2 separate regions of the Mus musculus genome follow, and region 1 is linked to region 2. The links are chromatin contacts, called in public HiChIP or PLAC-seq maps. All regions are on one chromosome and are shown on one strand. The core of a region is the stretch at or near the end of the contact, and the rest is flanking DNA. Distances in the headings are between cores, read along the strand shown. Region 1 overlaps 4933405D12Rik (RIKEN cDNA 4933405D12 gene). Region 2 overlaps Bcar3 (breast cancer anti-estrogen resistance 3).

The links. HiChIP or PLAC-seq counts read pairs in DNA pulled down with a chosen protein or histone mark.
Region 1: a FOXA1 HiChIP or PLAC-seq map of pancreatic cancer cells shows a contact between it and region 2. The contact joins two enhancer-like sites. A contact is called at or near these places in 4 of 39 promoter capture datasets (embryonic stem cells, hippocampal neurons and liver), 1 of 484 Hi-C or Micro-C datasets (embryonic stem cells), 2 of 115 datasets of contacts at active chromatin or transcription factors (extraembryonic endoderm stem cells and pancreatic cancer cells) and 1 of 9 other capture datasets (embryonic stem cells).

What each region holds. Positions count from the first base shown.
Region 1 is chr3:122,887,150-122,889,849 of GRCm38.p6, forward strand. 4933405D12Rik (RIKEN cDNA 4933405D12 gene) reads right to left here. Exons shown (of 6, transcript NR_046036.1): 5 at 2,119-2,286. Among named protein-coding and RNA genes, the nearest start is that of Fabp2, 6.6 kb to the right of the region's middle. Within about 2 kb of position 1,287, at least 71 of the 459 cell types and tissues checked have an H3K27ac peak or open chromatin away from gene starts, as enhancers often do. A contact at or near this core is called in pancreatic cancer cells, where this site is marked.
Region 2 is chr3:122,520,094-122,522,819 of GRCm38.p6, forward strand. The region is part of intron 8 of Bcar3 (breast cancer anti-estrogen resistance 3); the gene reads left to right. Among named protein-coding and RNA genes, the nearest start is that of Mir7657, 20 kb to the right of the region's middle. Within about 2 kb of position 1,383, at least 114 of the 459 cell types and tissues checked have an H3K27ac peak or open chromatin away from gene starts, as enhancers often do. A contact at or near this core is called in pancreatic cancer cells, where this site is marked.

The sequences.
Region 1 (2,700 bases), core at 37-2,536, 370 kb after region 2:
GCAGCCAGTCTAGCCAAATCAGTGAGCTTTCAAGTTCAATGAATGTCTCTGTATCAAAAGAATAAAGAGTGAAAAGGATTGAGCAGCCAGAAGTGGTGGTGCACGCCTTTAATCCCAGCACTTGGGAGGCAGAGGCAGGTGGATTTCTGAGTTCAAGGCCAGCCTGGTCTACAGAGTGAGTTCCAGGACAGTCAGGGATACACAGAGAAACCCTGTCTCAAAAAACAAACAAACAAACAAACAAAAAACAACAACAACAAAAAAAAAAACAAACAACCGAAAAGGATTGAGCAAAGTCGTTCATCACCCAGCTCTGTAAGCACATAGGTACTAACAAGTACATATACCACTTATACACAACACATATGCACAACAATAATAATAATAACACACACAGGAACGTTTAAGGATAAGGAAATGTTGATGCATTGATTTTTGCTTGTTTTATTTATTTAGTTTTTGTTTTGAGATAAGACTTCAACTATGCCCCTGCTGGCCTGGAACTCAGTATGTAGCCCTGACTCACTTCATAAGGAGCCAGAGTCCCTAGTAATATCCTGCCATTTAAACAGTTTCTGAGCCATCTATCTTCAATTACATTTCTTTGGGTGAGCCTGCAGATAGGAACTCCTCAGTTAAGCTGCAAAGTAGGTGAAGAGTCAAAAGATTATGCTGGGAAACCAGGACCTTGTACCATAGAAGATAGTTGTATCCAGTTCGTGATTTCTTAACACACTAGAAGATCAAACACTGACTGTCTCTCTCTGAATGGAAATGGATGCTTTTTTTTTAAACACAGAAATGGGCAAAAGAATTAAGACAGAAATAACAGGTAGCTTTAAAAGTGAGAGGGTATAAAGTTAGGGGAGAGCAGGGCGAGGGTTTATTCCTCCCTGTTTCCATGGAGTCATCTCTGAGGAAAGGGTAAAAGGCTACAGAATAATTAAGGTGCTCACCACACCTTGTTATAATGCAGAAAAACACACAGAAGACTTGCCAGGCAAGGCAGATGACTGGGGTGGGATTAGAAACTACGAATGTGGCATAGTAACACCATTATCAGGAAAAAGCACAAAGATGTTGTTTTGCTTGGCTTTTATTGGCAGTTGGATACTGATCAGGATAGAGAATGCATATAAACCCAGAAGGGGCTCTAGCTTGAGGGAGAACAGCTAACTGACATTTTCTTCAGACTGTTAAAAGCAAAGACTAACCTCGAGTCACAGGAAGGAAAGCATGAACAAAGTAAACAAAGCAAAAGTGGCTTGCCAAGGCAATTCTGTTTGTAAAATGGGTGTGCCGAGGCCCAAACCTGGCTAGCAAACATTTGTCTCTGCCCTAGGTGGTGACTCTGTGTCATGCCATTGGCAAGAGCTTGACTTCACTATCTGCCTCAATTGGCTAAAGAGGGAAAGAGGAGGGCTCAGAAACTGTGAGCTCCTGCTGGAACTAATTACCGCTTATAGAAATATAACAAATTTTTTCTTACAGAACCAAGAGCTGATATTGTGGGAAAAGGGGAACCGAGAAGACAAAGCTGTCAGTGTAGTGGCCTGCACTCAAAGGTCTGTGAAAGCAGTGACTCATCGCATGACATAGTGTTGAGTCTAAGGAGGGAAAGCAATGAAGTAGCGATGTAGAGTGGGGTTAGGTAAGTGGAAGGCCAGAGAGACGAGGCTTATCTGGGGTCACTAAGATGATGGCACACCAGGGTTTTCAGTAATAGGAGACTGATAAAATTAGATAGGCGTAGACAGCTGATAACTCCAGGTAGTGCAATATGTAGCCAAGATAGATGGGAAAAGATGGTATCTAGAAATACTGAAACAGGTTGGAAGATAATAGAGCGAAATGAAAGTGGGTGTAAAGAAAAAGGTCTTCATATATATATGTGTGTGTGTGTGTGTCTGTGTGTATACATATATATATGAAATATACATGTACAAATATATGATATATATGAAGTGTGAAATATATATATATATGGAAGGTGTGTATGTATGTGATGTTTGTGGGTGTGTATATTTGTGAAAAATCATTTAGCTGGGGTAGTGAGGAGGTGTGATGATATTGCAAACCCATCCTTGCCACTTGTGATGTAAGGCATTTAGGGCCTACCTTGCTTAATGAGAATCCATCCTCAGGATAGACTCACGCCATGGAGATGCCACACTTCCGCAGGCATAATCACTCAACTTGGTGGACGTGCCTGGAGTTCTATGCCATGGGAATGGAGGCAAGAAGACCTCAAGTCCAAGACCCAGTTGAGCTACACAGCAAAACCCTCTTTCAGAAAAACAGAAGAGGAAAAAAGAAATGAGGACTGCCATTTTTTTGAATAACAAGTATGATGAATCCTCCCAAATCATGATTTTTTTAAGAATCAGGAAAGCATCCATTATATTTTATACAGCCATTATATTTTTTAGACATCCCTGCATATTGCCAAGCCCAGTCTTTGAAAAGAATCCAGGCAGTCATTTCAAACTCTGAAACATAATGAAACAAGTTGTAAGGGTCCATTAACATAGAATGTGCTAATGTTTGTTGGCAAACTTTAGAATGCCCCCTTTTTCCCATTCTTTGCTAAGATGCTCAGTAATCTTAAAACCTTTCTGTAAATCCAATCCTTTCTGCTTATCTGCTAGTCTTTGATATGTAAAAGCTGAACAACTTGCGATAAGAAACAGAATCCATAAA
Region 2 (2,726 bases), core at 133-2,632:
TGTAACCTCAGGACTTGGGGGCTGGAGCAGGATGACTAAGTCCAGCCCAGGCTATAAATAAAGCCTTTTCACAAACAATAAACAAACCATGAAGCAAAGCCAAAGCATGCCCTTGAACATGGATCTTTAGAGATGAGACACACTTTTAACACAAGAAACACAAGACTTGATTTTCATATTAAAATAAAAGCTGGCCTCTCTTTCCCTCTCTCTCCCTCCCTCCCTCCCTCCCTCTGTCCCTCTCCCTTTCCCTCTCATTCTCACTAGTGTGCAAATTATCTCCCGGTCACCCTGACTGTTTTAGCTTCCAATATTGTTGGGTACAGCCCTGGCCAGTTGAGTTTTCTATGGTGCAGGAATGTGCTCAAACCACTGACTGTTGTGGCTACTGTATGTGGGTGGCAGAGGCAATGAAGAGAGGAAACATTTTAAATTTAAGTGTTAATACCCACTTGTGCAAGCAGCTGTTGGCCTCTGGGAATAAAGGCTGCATTCCACACAACTTTACAAATCTGAGTGTGGGGTGGCATGTCTGTAACTCCAGCACTGGTAAAGCCGCGGGAAGGAGGATCATAATTTCCAGGCCAGCCTGTCATATACAGGGAGTCTGTGTCATATATATAGGGAGTTTATGTCATATATACAGGGAGTGTATGCCATATATACAGGGAGTATATGTCATATATACAGGGAATATATGTCATACATGCAGGGAGTCCAGCCTAGGCTACATATGGAGACATAGTCATAACAAATAAAAACACAAAACAAATGGCTTTGAGGGAGTGAGGCGGAGGCTGGGGGGTGGCCAGAGGGAGGACAGATGTGTTAGAAAATGAACCCCCCAACTTTGTTCAGGCAAGCTTTGGGGAATTTCATGTCTGACTTCTGAGCCACCTGCTCTTCCTGACAAGACTTCTCACTTCAGCCTCCTCCCCTGTGGTTGTCTGGGTGGAGTGGTCACCCTCACTTCCTCATTCCGAGTAGATGCAGTGCAGTCTGGGATCTCCAGACACCTTTTCTTCCTGGCACCTAGAGGTGCGCTGGGGCCTGAGCTCTGGGCCTAAGCCCTGGCCAGCCTCTCTCTTGCTTGTCTTCTGACTTCAGCTCTGTCACGATCCCTCCCTTTTTGCTGCTTGCCTAGCCTCTTGCACCCTCATTTGTTTCTATCTCTCTCTGACTGTGGGATCTACTCACAGAGCCTGGGGGATAGTTTGACTAGTTACAGTGTGTTAACTAAGTAAAAGCCAAGGTCTTAGGTGCCCTGAATTGCACAGTGACTTCATTTCCTTGTTCTGGAATCAAACACTGGCTACCCTTGACGTCTAATTTACTACCTCATTCCTAGGCAGGCTAAGCTGGAAGCATTCATCTGATAAAAGGTGGGTATGGCTAGCTGTGGCCACAGACTGAGTCATCCCCACACAGCACCAGGAAGTCCCCAGCAGATACTAAGCAAGTGATTGTCATTAGCCAGTTAGCCACTGATGGCACACCACAAGAACAAAGCAGGGGGAATTGGTTCCTTGTTAGTTGAAGCCCCTGGGGTGTAGGGTTGAATTAACATTGTTAATGCTTTTACTAAGAGAGAGAACTCTTCCAACAAGTATTCCAAGTTTATCTGGGAATCTGGTCGGATTCATTGGTTAGAAAGACAAGAAATCAGGAATGGGACATAGTTGGGAGAAAAGGAAAGAGATGGGACAGACAGACAAAGTGAGTCAAGGTGGCCAGGTCTGATGGGGACAAGCCTGTCAGTTATAGCTTATACAGGAGACTGAGGCAGGAGGACCACAAATTCAGTAACTGAAGAGGCAAATGGATGAGACCTTGACTCAAAGTTAAAGATTAAGATGAGCTAGGGACAGAAGTCAGGTGTAGAGGGCTTGTCTTGGATGTACAAGGCCCTGGGTTGAGTCCCCAGTGCCTTGGAGAGGGGGATGAGAGAAAGAGAGGGAGGAAGGTGGGGGTTGGGGGCTTACAAATATAGATAGAGGTGATGTTATTTTTGTGACCACAGTTTATATTTTACAAACGTTGTCCCTGCTTTGCAAGTGAGTACTCTACACATACACACACACACACACACACACACACATACACACACACGACACTTAAAGACACCAGAGCTCATAACTCAGTTAACAGGTATTAGGAGAATTGGGAAGACTAAGTGTGCTCTGAGTCACTACCACCTCTGCTCAACAAGGGCGAGACACAGCCGGGAACAACAGCCCCGGGATGAGCTTTCAGGAGAGTATGACCCTGGAGTTTCAAAGGCAAGGCGGGCGTCATAGCTACAATTTTACTTCCAGTTCTTGCATAGTAGCCTGGAAGACTAAGACAATTTTAGCCCAGTGCAGTAAATTCCTGGGTTCAGAGGGGGAAGGAACTGGTCACTGTCTGAGCTTCCTGCCAAGACAGACCCTGCACATAGGGTCCCATTGTTATGTGCAGAAAAGTCACCATGTTTCCTGCCCTAAGGCTCTTGAGTGTGACCCTTGCAATTTAGGGTGAGAAAAAAGGAGAATTGGGGGTGGGGAGTAGATCCTCTGTTTTATTGGGGTCTGACCTTACAGCAAATTCCTGCCTGTGTTTCAGTCTCTCAGGCGCCTGTGTTGGGGCTGCAGAACACTCTTCTTGCCTCCTCTCTTCTCTTGTTCTGATACCTGTGACATCTTGAATCAAGTTCATATTCTCCCTATCCCCCCTCCCCGTCTCCGTCT